Linked DNA regions of Macaca mulatta: region 1 is linked to region 2. The links are chromatin contacts, called in public Hi-C maps. All regions are on one chromosome and are shown on one strand. Each heading gives the region's core, a stretch centred on a gene start, on an enhancer-like site or on the middle of the called end of the contact. The rest is flanking DNA. Distances are from core to core; before and after follow the strand shown.

Evidence for each region. Hi-C and Micro-C count contacts between places; a contact is called where the count stands out from the background.
Region 1: a contact with region 2 is called in a Hi-C map of fetal cortical plate, with 2.3 times the contacts expected there. The contact joins the enhancer-like site here to the promoter of VLDLR in region 2. A contact is called at or near these places in 2 of 14 Hi-C or Micro-C datasets (fetal cortex germinal zone and fetal cortical plate).

What each region holds. Positions count from the first base shown.
Region 1 is chr15:97,336,403-97,343,104 of T2T-MMU8v2.0, forward strand. All of the region lies in intron 29 of SMARCA2 (SWI/SNF related, matrix associated, actin dependent regulator of chromatin, subfamily a, member 2), which reads right to left. Among named protein-coding and RNA genes, the nearest start is that of SMARCA2, 160 kb to the right of the region's middle. Within about 2 kb of position 4,354, at least 16 of the 40 cell types and tissues checked have an H3K27ac peak or open chromatin away from gene starts, as enhancers often do. A contact at or near this core is called in fetal cortical plate, where this site is marked.
Region 2 is chr15:96,832,740-96,839,465 of T2T-MMU8v2.0, forward strand. It overlaps VLDLR (very low density lipoprotein receptor), which reads right to left and starts at 2,666. Exons shown (of 19, transcript NM_001032907.1): 1 at 2,585-2,666. The coding sequence starts at 2,666. It overlaps LOC106993776, which reads left to right and starts at 914. Exons shown (of 2, transcript XM_077966128.1): 1 at 914-2,759. The coding sequence starts at 1,868. The coding sequence ends at 2,338.

The DNA.
Region 1 (6,702 bases), core at 3,104-5,603, 510 kb after region 2:
TCACTCATGCAGCAATTAAATAAATTCAGGGATATCACTAAATGTTTTAAGGAAGGGAAGGATTCTGAAGTTGGCAGAAAGAGCAAAGGAACAGGAAGAATAGTAAAACATAAATTCCAGAAACCACCACCACCCTCCAGCCCGCTTTTTGGCTCTGTAATCACCCCAATTTTGCAGAGCCCCTGGCTCAATAATGATGACTGCCTTATGGTGCTAGAAACAGCACAGCCAGTGTACACAGGGCTGACATTAAACCAGAAAACTCCGGCCCACTGGGCTTGTCAGAATTTAGGTAGATGGAATGCCTGCTCTCACACATAAAGAAGCAAATATGTGTTTCCAAGACATAACCAAGATGGATCATTTCTTGTGCATGCGCAATTACACACACACACACACACATATACACACACACATATATGTGTAATCTGTAATATATCACTGTTATCACTTTGGGCACACCATGGGAAAGTTACAAAATTGTAATGGATGGAATATTTGTTAACCATGTTAATATTCTCTTTCACACTTTCTAAAAGAGCCATCCCTTGTTCGGGTAGTTACTCATTGCCTTGAGCAGAACTAAGATAAAGTTGGTATGCAAAGACAAAAATGACAACACCTTTGACTTCCAAAATAGGGTCGTGAATTCCCTTCACCACCTTTACAATCAAAAGGCAAACCTGGTGGACCGGGAGTCTCAGAATGGTACCAGAAGCCACAGCACATGGTGCTATCACTCGAGAACATGACAGGAAGGCAAGGAGGTGAGCCTTCTTCCATGGAGGAAACAGGAGTCAAGAGGAAGAGAAGTACGGTCAGGACTGAAGATATTACTAACTACCTATTACATAATAAAGACTCTGTCAGGCCAGGCGTGGTGGCTTATACCTGTAATCTCAACACTTTGGGAGATGAAGGCAGGTGGATCACTGGAGCTTAGGAGTTTGGGACTAGCCTGGCAAATGGGGCAAAACCCCGACTCTACAAAAAATACAAAAATTAGCTGGGCATGGTGGCGTGCACCTATAGTCCTAGGTACTCAGGAGGCTGAGGTAGGAGGATTGCTGGAGCCTGGGAGGTCAAGGCTGCTGTGAGCCAAGATTACACCACTACACTCCGGCCTAGATAACAGAGTGAGATCCTGCCTCAAAACTAAGAATTTGTCTGGTCTTTGTCCTGGGTTCCTGGCATGGAGTTTCTATAATGTTTGACATCTCCGTAGTGATAGGAATAACTTTGTTCAAATAATGAGCTGTCCTGTGTGATACGCCCCTAAATGGCTCTGGATGGGCACTGGTCACCAGAAAGACCAACCACATGACTAGAGGGTTGGGGTTTTGAGCTAGTCTGACCTCCAGGGAGGGCAGAGAGGCTGGGGAATGAGTTCAAGCACGTGGTCAATGATCTAATCAATCATGCCTATACATTATGAAACCCCACTGAAAACTCTGGACATCTAGGCCCAGTAGCACTCCCTGGTTAGTGAACACACTGATGAGCTGGAAGACTGATGGACGCTGACTCCATGAGGAGCAGACAGAGGAGTCCAGGTTTCCTCCCAGACTGCATCTTGTGCCTCCATTCATTTGGCTAGTCCTCTTTTTTCGAGATAGAGTCTAGCTCTGTTGCCCAGGCTGGAGTGCAATGGCGCCATCTCGGGTCATTGCAACCTCCACCTCCTGGGTTCAAGCGATTCCCCTGCCTCAGCCTCCCGAGTAGCTGGGATTACAAGCACGTGCCACCACGCCTGGCTAATTTTTTGTATTTTTAGTAGAGATGAGGTTTCACCATGTTAGCCAGGATGGTCTCGATCTCCTGACCTCATGATCCACCTGCCTCACCCTCCCAAAGTGCTGGGATTACAGGCGTGAGCCACAGTGTCTGGCCTAGTTCTCTTGATTTGTATACTTCATAAAGAATCTGAATCGGTTGCTAATGGCACTTTCCTGAGTTCTGTGAGTTATTCTAGCAAATTATCAAACCCAAAGGGTTCATGAGCCCCTGGATTTACAGTCAGTCAAAAGGGTGGGGGGGCCTCGGGACCCCCAAAGTGTGGCTGGTGTCTGAAGTCAGGGAAGTCTTGTTGGGGACTGTGCCCTTCAACTTATGGAGTCTGTGCTAAGTCTGGCTAGTTTGTGCCAGCACTGAATTGCAGCTGGGTTGAAATGCAATACTCCCCCTTCAGAATCCAAGCCTGGGGTGTTTGGAGGCAGAGGTTGAGTGGAGAGGAAGAGAATGAGGCACTAAAACTGCTAAAGGTGGATTTATTGGAAAGCTAATGAAGCTTGGGCTTTAGGCCTCTCACTCACAAGCTCCTTCCAAAGCTCTAGGAGGACCCCTCACTATGTGATCCCAAATACAGTTACATACTTTTATACAATTTGCAAACTTAAAACATTTTTGAATTGCTTTCTTTAAAAAGCTCTAGGACCCACCCAACCATCAGATTCTAGAAGCTTCAGGTTTGACAACCCCTGATGGTGACTTAGCAACTGTTGAGGAAGGGGCCAGTTTCACTGCACCTTGCATGTTCTGGCACAGTGTGGAGAAATCAGTCAAGGAGGGTTTGCAGACTTCCAAACAGAACACAAAAGAGCTAAGAGCACCATGAGGCCAAAGAGGCCAGAGGTCTTATGAGATGTGAGAATGGAGGACAGCTTCTAACTAGTGCCTGTGGCCAGGCTCCCGATTTCAATAGCACATGTCATCAAGGTCTCTAAAACAATGAGATGAAACCAGCTGCATGTAAAGACCTCCCAGGACAGGAGCAGACCAACAGCTGTATGCTGAGGTCACTGGAGACCCATGGGGAGCAGAAGAACCAGGATGCTCGCCCCCAATGCCATACTTAAACACCACATCTTTATCCAGATGCCACCTTGGAGAGGAAGATGGGATGGGAGCCCCAAGGGGAAGAGAGAAACAGCCCAGAGGGTAAGTGAATGTTGAACTGACTACCACAAAAAGATGACGCTAACTCGAGACCAGCTAACACTAAAGACATTTAAGTTTCCTCAGTGGAAATAGGAATTTCAAAACAACATAAAATACCTTAAAAAAAAAACTGAACTGTGTTTGAAATTGTGATCCTCCTGATTAAAAACAACATTATGAATGCAGAAAAAATTTTAAATTCCACCAACTAAACAGATTCTCTAAAGGACACTGTAGGAATTTTTAGCATGCCATGATTATAAAATAAAACCTGTTTACAATGAAACCATAACACCATTTGCAAAGAAAGTGACCATAACACTTAAATTTAACCTAAGTGTGCTGAGGCAGGGATAGCTAAATATTCACCAAAATTTTGTTTTCCTGGGCTCACAGCCAGACCACATTTCCGTCTCTTTTGCAGCTGGAGTGGCCACATAACCAAGTTCTAGCCAATGGAATTATAACCATTTAGGCAGGGCCCATTAGACTTCCATACTCACTACTTCATGTTGTTTTCCCCACTTCCAGCTCAAGTGGATGGAGATGACCAAGTTGGCAGAGGCTCTGTCAGCCTGGCTCTCTGAATGACCCTATGGAGAACAGGTGTCCTCACCAATCAAGAACACCTACTATGGACTTTCATGGAAATGACAAATCAACTTTTATTTATTTTTCTGGATAGGTCCATGGACAGGGCATGTTGAGGTCCATCTATGGACATTACCCACATCTATCTATACCCTTATCTGTCACTCCAGTGCTATTTCAATTTGGCAATTGATGGGCACTTAGTATTTGTACACAGAAGTCCTAAATTCTAACAAGATACAGAGCCAGCTTATCAACTAGTCAGGAAAGCAGGCAGGTTGGCAACTACCGAGAATACTAGGAAACTGTAACTGAAGGACAAGCAAAGAAATATTAAGAGGACAATTAAAAGTGCAATGAATATTTATCTGTGAAGGCGCCACAGAGTGGGTAGCAATTGAACTGGGCCTTGAAGGAGGAGGAAAGTTGAAGAGAAAGAGGAAGGTAGAAAAGTTCAATCCAGACTTACCATGAGTTTGCAAACATTTTATCCATGGGGCTGTGATGCTAAAGACAGAAAAAAATATTGTTTTGTTCACCCCAGGGAAAAGAATCAAGGCCTGTAAGGAGAAGCTACAAGGAAAGAAGATTCTATTCAAAGGGAGGAAGAACTATTAATCAGAGCTGACCATGAACTGCAGGGGCTACACAGAAAAAAAAGGTAGTTTTTCCTTTTAGGGATGGCCAGCCTCCTGGCACAGAGATTGCAGAGAATGTGATTTAAGCAAGGGATGGGAAGCTGTTCCATTCAACTGCCTTGCAGCTCTGCGATGCTATGTATCTTCGATGTCTCTGCCAAGCAGGCTTTGTAAAACATTGCCAGGAAAAAGAAGAATTATTTTAGCCCTGTTACAGCATTTCTTACACAACGGTCCTTGCCAAACTCCCTTTCAAGGCCATGTTGGCTGGGTTCACGCAATGTGTTAAATCATAAGCCAGTAGAGAACATCTCTTCACATCCAGGCCCATGAGAACCCCTTCAATATCATTTTATCATCAAAAAAGCTTAACAGGCTAATATTAAATAGGATTGCTGCTGGTGAACACCAATGACAGGAAGCATCTACTTTGCATGTTTAGGCCATGGGGCATGTTGCATCCATTGCATGTCCTAGTTAATAGCAAGTTGCCAGTTTCATACCAAATATGGGCATGCAGTTTTCAAAGGATTAGATTACAAAAAGATATGTTACAATAAAGCTGTTTTGAGAATAGTTTCATCCTTCTTGGATGACTTAGTATGTTGCAAGGCATTGTAGAATTACAATTATAAAAACCAATTTTCACAGTGTAGTTTTGTAAAACAAACTAATTTTCCATTTTTAAATGTGTGTGCTGTAGATAAAAGAAGTCTACTAGATGCACTAAAAAGAGAAATGCTCTCCTAACACTGCTGATAAGTTAGTCACTTTCCCTTTCCTCTTAAGTTTATACTTTCATTTTCACAAACACTCACTGAGTCTTTATGCTAGGCACTGTGTTAATCATCAGGGGTAGAAACTGAATGAAAAAGAGAAAAAAAAAAACAGATGTCTTAAACTGGAAAACTTTCTGAGATTCATAATGTTGTTTTTCTTAAGGGTAATTCCCAATGATTATTTTAAAAAAGTAAGTTCAGCTACATTCTTGCCCAATAAACAAGGTTATTTTGCTTTTAATGTCTGGAGAGTAAACATATCAAAGCTTAGCTTTAAAAATTTTGCCCAGCCAGGCACGGTGGTTCACGCCTGTAATCCCAGCACTTTGGGAGGCTGAGGCAGGTGGATCACCTGAGCTCAGGAGTTTGAGACCAGCCTGACCAACATGGTGAAACCCCATCTCTACTAAAAACATAAAAATTAGCCAGCCATGGTAACGTGCTCCTGTAGTCTCAGCTACTGGGGAGGCTGAAGCAGGAGAATCACTTGAACCCGGGAAGCAGAGGTTGCAGTGAGCTGAGACCGCACCACTGCACTATAGCCTGGGTGACAGAGAGAGACTCTGTCTAAAAAAAAAAAAAAAAAGGTGGCCCAGATCATTATTGTCCCATCTGCTGTAATAATACTCCAGGTACTCAATTTATTGCTTAAATAAAAGTTTTCCCAAGCTCAGAAATATATATTAACCAAAAAACTCTTCATATTATAGAATGAATCCTAATTACATAACTATAATCTCAATAGTGAAACAAAATTCATAAAATCATATTCTGAGGTCACTGTACTATTTGACTGGATATGACAATAAACTAATCACACAAATGTTATGTTTTATACACAATTGTTCAACCACAAATAATGAGCAGTGCTATTCAGAATCACAGGCTCCCCCATCTTTTCAAAATTCAGGTCACATCCCTCTCATCATACAACATCCTAAGTAAATCACATCTCAAGCGGTGACAAGACCTGTTCACCATCGATATATAATCTCAAAATTCTGCCCACTGCCTTTCTACCCACCTACCTACTTAAAACCTGGGTCCTAAAATCCATGTTTCACAAAGCTTGGGAACTGTATTCCCTTTGGATAAAACGAACAACTCCCCGAAGCTTTTGTTTTGCTTGGTGTTTACCCAACTGCACTTACTATTTCCAGCATGCATTTACTGGCTGTGTCTGGACTGCATGTCCCAGGTTGCTGTGCCTTTCTAGGTACTAAGTCTACTCCCAAAAATGGGAAGTAGAGCTAACCCTTCAAACGGAACAGTCACCCGGGCCTCAGCGTTCACACATGTGACTCCTAAGAGCATTTTGATATTTCTGTGCTGCCCAGGGAACATTCTGAGATTTCAGTCCTCAGTCAAAATGAGAAATCACCATTTTCCAAAGGGGAAACAACATAACCAAACTCCCAAATAACATTTCCAAGCATCGGTGACCCAAGTCCCAGGCTCTAGTCTGTGTTTGTGAGGGACAGATCAGATCAAGCCTAAATCAAGCATGCAGATACATAAGCACCCACCGAATCAATTCTGTGCTTTCTAACCAGCTGTGTGTCCTGCATAGCCATGTCACCTCTCTGGGCCTCAATTTCTTCATCAAACCAAGCAAGTACAAAGGCACCTTCCAGCTCTAAAAGTACTACGGGTCTACACAATAACAACACAGTTAGCAAAAACTCTGCTATCCCTGAAAGATCTGTGCAGACCCTGCAGAAGTAAAACCTCGATTAAAGACCATGAAGTGAGGGGGA
Region 2 (6,726 bases), core at 1,416-3,915:
TCAAGAAGCTGTTACTGCCAAGAAGGGCTTGGCTGGTGACCTTCCTTTATACAGTCCTTGCTCACATGAGTGATCAGGTTTTGATAAGGGTTACTATCGTCATACCTTCATTGGTGGTATCTGGATGAGCCAAGTTTACTTTCCATGCCTTCCAGTTTCTTCCCTCCAGGTCTACTACTACCACCAGTAACACCAACCCACTTCTCACAGTGAGGGAAGTTTCCTTCTACTCTTAGTCTAGTTGCTAGCCATATATGAATAGCTCTCACAAAACCTTGGATTTTTAGACTTTGACCTTCAAGAATATATCATACCACAGATCTTAATCCTGACTACTCAGGCTGGAGGAAAATGTCCTAGAACCCCCAGCAATTGTGCAATCAGATATACCAACTTCTCAATAGCTTTAAGTTCCTTGCCAGAGTCTCGGTGCTCACCTGCCTTGTCCAGGAGTACCTGGAACAGCACCATGTGCCAGTGGAGAGACAGGGCGAGCGTAGAAGCTCCAGGGTAGGAAGTGAGCCCACATACCCTGGGACTTTGAACTTAAGACAGATGCCAGTTGGGATTGGTTTAGAGTCAATACCTGCCTCAGCCCAAATTTCCTCCAGTTCTGAAAGAATCTGCCTCCTTTCCTTTGAAGAATTTGTTTTTTCCATTGTTCATGGCATGTCAAATATTTCACATGTGACAAAGAGGATCCTCACCTGCCTAATACAAGGTGAATATCTGGCTTTGACTAACTCAAGTCAGTTTAGGTGCACTCCTAACATTCTATAAGGTAAAGTTAACCTCTAGTGGAAGGGACATGCAGCAAAAATGAAAGTTTTCTCTCACCTTCCTGGATAATTGTCCCTCCTGGTATACCTTAGTGTTTTGAAATGTTTCAAAAGGCATAATACAAGTCATGGCACTATACTGAGAAATCGTTTAATAAGTTAGTATTACTCATCCATTAATGATTAATGCTAGCGTTTGAAAACTCTTGTAAGCAGAGCTTTTCTAGGCTCTCAGGCTTGTTACACATCAGATTCCATGTTCACTACACATTCGTCCTCTTCAAAGAGTCCAGGCAGGGGAAGGCATTTGAGGAGCTTGTGGAGTCTCCTACTTTCCATTGAAAATAACACTTCCCGTGCTGCTCGCTTAGGAGTCCGCGGAACCATGTGATCAACCTAAACGTGATCGCACTGCCAGCCAATCGCAGAGGGCAGAAAGGCCAATCCCAGTTCACACCCTCCGGACAGTGGCAACTAAAGGGCAGGGGCATTCGGAGACGTAAAAACCCCAGGCATTGCCCGAGAGGCTCCTTGACCACAAACTTTAAAGTTCGCTCTCACTTCAGGAGCACGTGACTGCAGGCAGGCAGGGCCCCTTAAGCCACCTGGCTACTGGAGCTAGGGACTCTGGAATGGGTGTTTCGGGCTGGGGCGGCTTTCAGTCCCAATTCCCCGCAGCTGGCAAACAAGCCCCTTGGCGTCACATCTGAAGATCACTTCTGGGACGCGCTAGGATTCTGACTGAGTCCTCTTAGAAGGGCTTCCTGTCGCTTGTCCAGGAAAGTTATGAGGCCCCAAGTGGGAACGTGGCTGAAGACCAGGCAGGGCCCCCAAGCCCCTGCGGCAGACTCTAGGGACCCGACAGTAGTCACACCGCCCTTCTCAACAAGACAGGGCCACACACTCGCTCTCGCGCTGTTCCTTTGATTTATTGTTTAGAATGAAGGCTAATTACAGTCACTAGCCTAGGACTCAATTCCTCTCGAGGAAACGTCAACGGGAAGGAGGATCAGCAAACTAACCTGATTAAGTCTTCGTTCCATTCCCCCTCCCCATTCAGCTACACGAGAGACCCGAGAGGTTTCCAAATGCCGCCCGAGGCGTGGAAAAGGGAGGGGAGAAGCACCCAGAGGACAGTCCTGCGTAAAGCCCGCTCCTCCCCTACCCCGCACGCCGGAGAGGCGGCCCCGCGCCGGGGGAGACGCAGTCTGGGTGCGCAGACTGCGCACTGCCCGCGGCTCCGCGGAGCCTCCCGGCTGCCGCCCACCGAACGTGCGCCCGCTCACGGCCGCCGGAAGACTCCGAGCCCCGGCCCGCACCTGGCGCCCCGCGTCCCCGGAGGCCCTCACCTTCGCCCACCGTCCGCTCCCACACTCCCTGAGGTTCGAGGCGCGCGCCCCGGGCTGCCGCGCACGTCTCGGCCCTCTACCTCCTTCCTAACACTCCGCCTGGCAGAGGAGGCAGAACCATTGTTCAATGCTCAGAAGCCCACATACCTCAGCCCCTGTCAAGGGGGCGAGAAACGAGGCAAAGCAGCGGCTTTGGGGGAGGCGGTGTGAGGGATCGAAGACTAGTTCAGGCGAGGCGTCAGGACACCCCAAACCCCACTGTTCCCCAAGCCCAGCTCCCTTTAGCCGCGGCGCTGACAGCTCAGAGGCGCCACCACTGAGGGGAGGGAGAGAAGGCAAGAGAGAGCCGAGAGGCGCCTCCTAGGAGGCGGTGGGCAAACGGAGACCTGCGCCTCGGGGTCTCCCGGTGCCCCGGCTGGGTCCCGGCCGCCGGCGGAGGGGCGCGTCCTCACTCACCGGTTCCGGTGGCGCCGCTCTCCCAGGGCGCCCAGCACAGCGCGAGCAGCAGCCAGAGCGCCCAGCGCGCGGACGTGCCCATGGTGCCCGCCTGGATGGTGCCGCCGCCGCCGCCGCCGCCGCCGCCGTTCGCTCCGCACAACAAGTTACCAGCCCTTCCGAAAGGAGGAAGAAGGTGGGGGCGGGGAGGGGAAAGGGGGAGAAGGAGGGGGAAGGAGTTGGGGGGGAAGGGAGCGGGGAACAAGAGGGCACCCCCTCCCCTACAACTTGCACAATCTCCTCCCCACCAGCCAACCCACCCACCCATCCACCTCCCTGGGCTGCAGCAGCAGTGCAAGCCGAGCCTGCGGGCAGAAAATAATGCAGGCGCTGCAGAGGAGGGGAGGGAAGGGGAGGGGAAGGAAGGGAGAGGGGGTGGGGAGCCAAGAGCAGAAGAGAGGACAGAACAGAGAGGAGCCGGTAGCGGAGCACCCACACCGGCGGCGGCTGGAGCTCGGGGTGAGGAGCGGGGAGGGGGCAGGAGGGGGAGTGGTCAACGGGAGGCGCGGCGGGCGGGCGGGAGCGCGGCGGCTTCAGTCCTCCTTTCCCTCGACGCGCTCCTCTTACACGCGCCGGGCAGCTGGGTGCCCGCGCCGGGAGTGTGCGAGTGTGAGCGTGCGTGCATGAGTGACCGTGGTCGTGGCTGTGGCCGCCGCCGCCGCCGTCGCCACCCGGGCTGCTTTAGGGGCCCGGCTGCTCCGCGAGGCCGCCTGGAGCTCACGGGGGCCCGGGGCGGCCGCTGGTTGGCTCGCGCACCGCCCTCGTCTCCAATCCCCGGTGCCTGTCCTAATTTCCTGATCCAGGGAACCTGCCGCCGCAGCAGCTGTGCGCTCTCTACAGTCATTACTGTACCCTCCCGGCAGCCGCCAGCAGAACATGCAGCAGCAGCAGCAGTTAGCGCTGATGCAACTATCGTTGCTATTGCCACTGCCTCCCCACTAACGGGGCGTGCACCTGGGGGGTACTTGCAGTTTCCAGGGGCAACAATCATCTCTCTACCACCCTCTCCTGCGCCCCTGAGAGAGGATGGTAGGTAGCATCTTCTTCGGGCCTCCTCTCTCCACTCAGAAAGTGATGAAGCTGAGGGGCTCCAAACGTTTGGGGCGCTCAAATGTGGGGTTTGGGATGTCGGTCTCAATCGCACGCTGAGATGCCATTTTCCTAAAAACTAAATGTGTCTTTAAGTGAGAGAGTGTGTATGTTTGAAAGAAAGAGTGCGCGCGGTTGTGACTGCTCCTCTGTAATAGAACAAGACTAAAATAACCCAGCCTGGGATAAGGAGAAGGGAAATTGCTAGCGCAGCTTTGCGTTTGCTCATCAACGATTATAGTTAATTGCTAATTGCACAAAATGATAGTTTGAGGGCCTGTAATTAAAAGCTTAACCTTTTCTTGTTTGGAAGAGACGGGACCCATACGTTTATTCCTCTTGATATACTTTGTAACATTCAATTACAAGAATCGAGGAAAGAATAAAGGAAGCAAAGGCAAGACTCCTAGAAAGGACTGATTCTTCTTTTGTGCCTGACAGTACCTGAGTCTATAATTTGCTTTTTGTGTACTTCAGTTTTCTTGCACACTTAGCCCTGGTTGAGGTGCATTGTCTGCTGTGGTCTGCTAAGCATCTAACCAGAGTGGGAGGGCACATTGAGCGATTTCACTTTCTTAAATAAAAGGTTTTTAGGTATTTTTAAAAAGTTGTTTTTATCTTGATTCAAACTTGGAAGATTTCAATAATATCATATTCTGACTCTATTCTGTTGGTGATCTGAAGAGTAGTGGGCACTGCCTCACTGTCTTCTCCTTGCCCTGGTTCTTGTGGAAATTTGTCAAGGCTAGCAATCAGGGGAGATGTCTGTTAGGAACTTACTATATCCAGTAAACACACAGGAGAGGAAAATTCCAAGTCAGGATATGTTTCTGTGGGACCAAAGATACCCTGATTGTGACTGCTAAGCCTGAAAGGGCTTAACTCTAGGTATGGAGGGGATCTTGCACTATAGTTCATTTTGAATGCTATTTTGCCCACCCTGTGGTTACATAGTTGATACAAACTGCAGCAGTCACACAGGTTGTATGTGAAACAACTAAAATTTGTTTTTATGACATTTAGTAGTGAAGATGCATGCTGGTGTTATTCACCAAACGGCATTGAGATGTGATGGGAAAACCTTAGTGCCTGATGTCTTTCATATTCTCAGGGTTCTGAAATGCCATCTGATGAGCTGTCGCTGTACACAAGAGGAAAGGAGTAGAGGGGATGGGTGGAATCAATACGAAAAGAGGCATCATTAATAAACAGTCATATGACTTGATTTAATACTTTTCTCAGAGATATAGGTATACTACAAGCTATACATTGATATGGTATAATAAGACTTATCTTTGAAAAACATGTGTGAGTACTTTCTAATTCTCCAAGGGATATAAATAAACTTTCAGTGAACTTAGCTGCAGCTCTATGTTCAATCCTGTAACTTTTTTGTTGACTCAAAATAAAGCATAACTTTTGGCTCCATCTGTGATCGACATATAACTTGGTAAAAATCACTGTGCCGCTCTGTGTCTGCCTTTTGGCCAGTAAACTGAAAATAAAACCGACCCACATTATATCAAAGTGCTCCGTGGCCTCACGGACCAGCTCTCTGCAAGGCATTGTTTATTAGAAGAAAAAGGTTGTATGGAGAAATGCATTTGATTATGATAGAAAGTAGCTAATAACTAAAAAGATAAATTGATAAGTGGAGATGGAAGTGGTTGAACTAACTGAGCTAATTGATCATAAGTGGAGATTGAAATGGTTGAACTAAGTGGGTTCAGATAAGTTGACACTGCTGGATTCCTGATGCCTTCAGGTAAATGCAGAGGCAATCCCATTCACTCCTACAATCCACCACATTCATTTATTTGTTGAAGCAACACATACTGAGCATCCCTCGCTAACAGGCAATGTGCAAAGCAGTGGGCATACAGAAGTGCTTATCTAGGAAGCTCAGCATCTGGTAGGGGAGGCAGGCAAGTGGGCAATTGTAGTACCCTATGTATAGCACTCTGATTAAGAGATGCTTAAAGTGCTATAAGATTGCAGGGAAGAAGCAGCTATTCTGGCTGCAGGATGAGGGTATCAGAAAAGGCTTCACAGAGCGTTTGTTTCCGAGCTTTTTTCATGATTTTTACCCAGTAATCTGAATTCTCCCTACTTCTGGACACATGGTAGGATTGGACATCCTGGCCCCCTTATGGTTGGATGGGGTCGAAAGACTAACTTTGGCTAATTATTTGTGAGTCTAAGTTACAGGGTGCCACTTTCAGACTGGAGCATTTAATTGCATATAGGAGACCCTCTCTTTTTGTCTGCATGGTGATAAGAAATGTTTAAGAGGTGGCTGCTGCATTAGTCCAGGTCTCTGAGTGATTAGATTCATTTAGAACTACCCATGTGAGTAGTTCCCTGCTGTCTATGTGTCTTTAGCAATGTTCACATAGAGTAGAGGTTAGCAACCTAGGGCTCATGGGCCAAGTCTAGCCAATCACCTGTTTTTGTATGGCCTACAGATAAGAATGATCTTTACATTTAAAAAGAGTTTTACAAAGAAGAGGTATAGTGTACAACAGAGACTGTATGTTGTTCACAAAGCCTAAAATATTTACCATCTAGCTCTTTAGGAAAACAAAAAACAAAAAACAAAAAACTTGCCATCCCCTGACAGAACGGGTGAGAGAGTAGTAAATCTTTGTCATCTTCACCTACTGAGATTTTGTTACCTCAGCATAACCTAGTGTTAACCTGACTGATACACCAGAGGAAGAGGGAAGGAAAACCACGGTTAGCAGAGGGCACAAAGGCAAAAGAGCAGCATGTATTCAAGGCAATGGAAGGGATTCAGGGTGGTTCAAGGGTGGGGTTCAAGTGGACTAACAATGTGAAGTAAGGCTGAAGAAGAAAGGCAAGGACTGGATTAGCTGGAGTCTAGGGTGTCATGCTAAGGCTTTGGATTTTATCCTATGAACCATAGTAAGAACTTGTGATAGATTGTCATCAGAGGCTTGACATCCAGTTTCTTTTACTCTGACAGTGGTATGGAAAACAACTGGTTTAGGTTG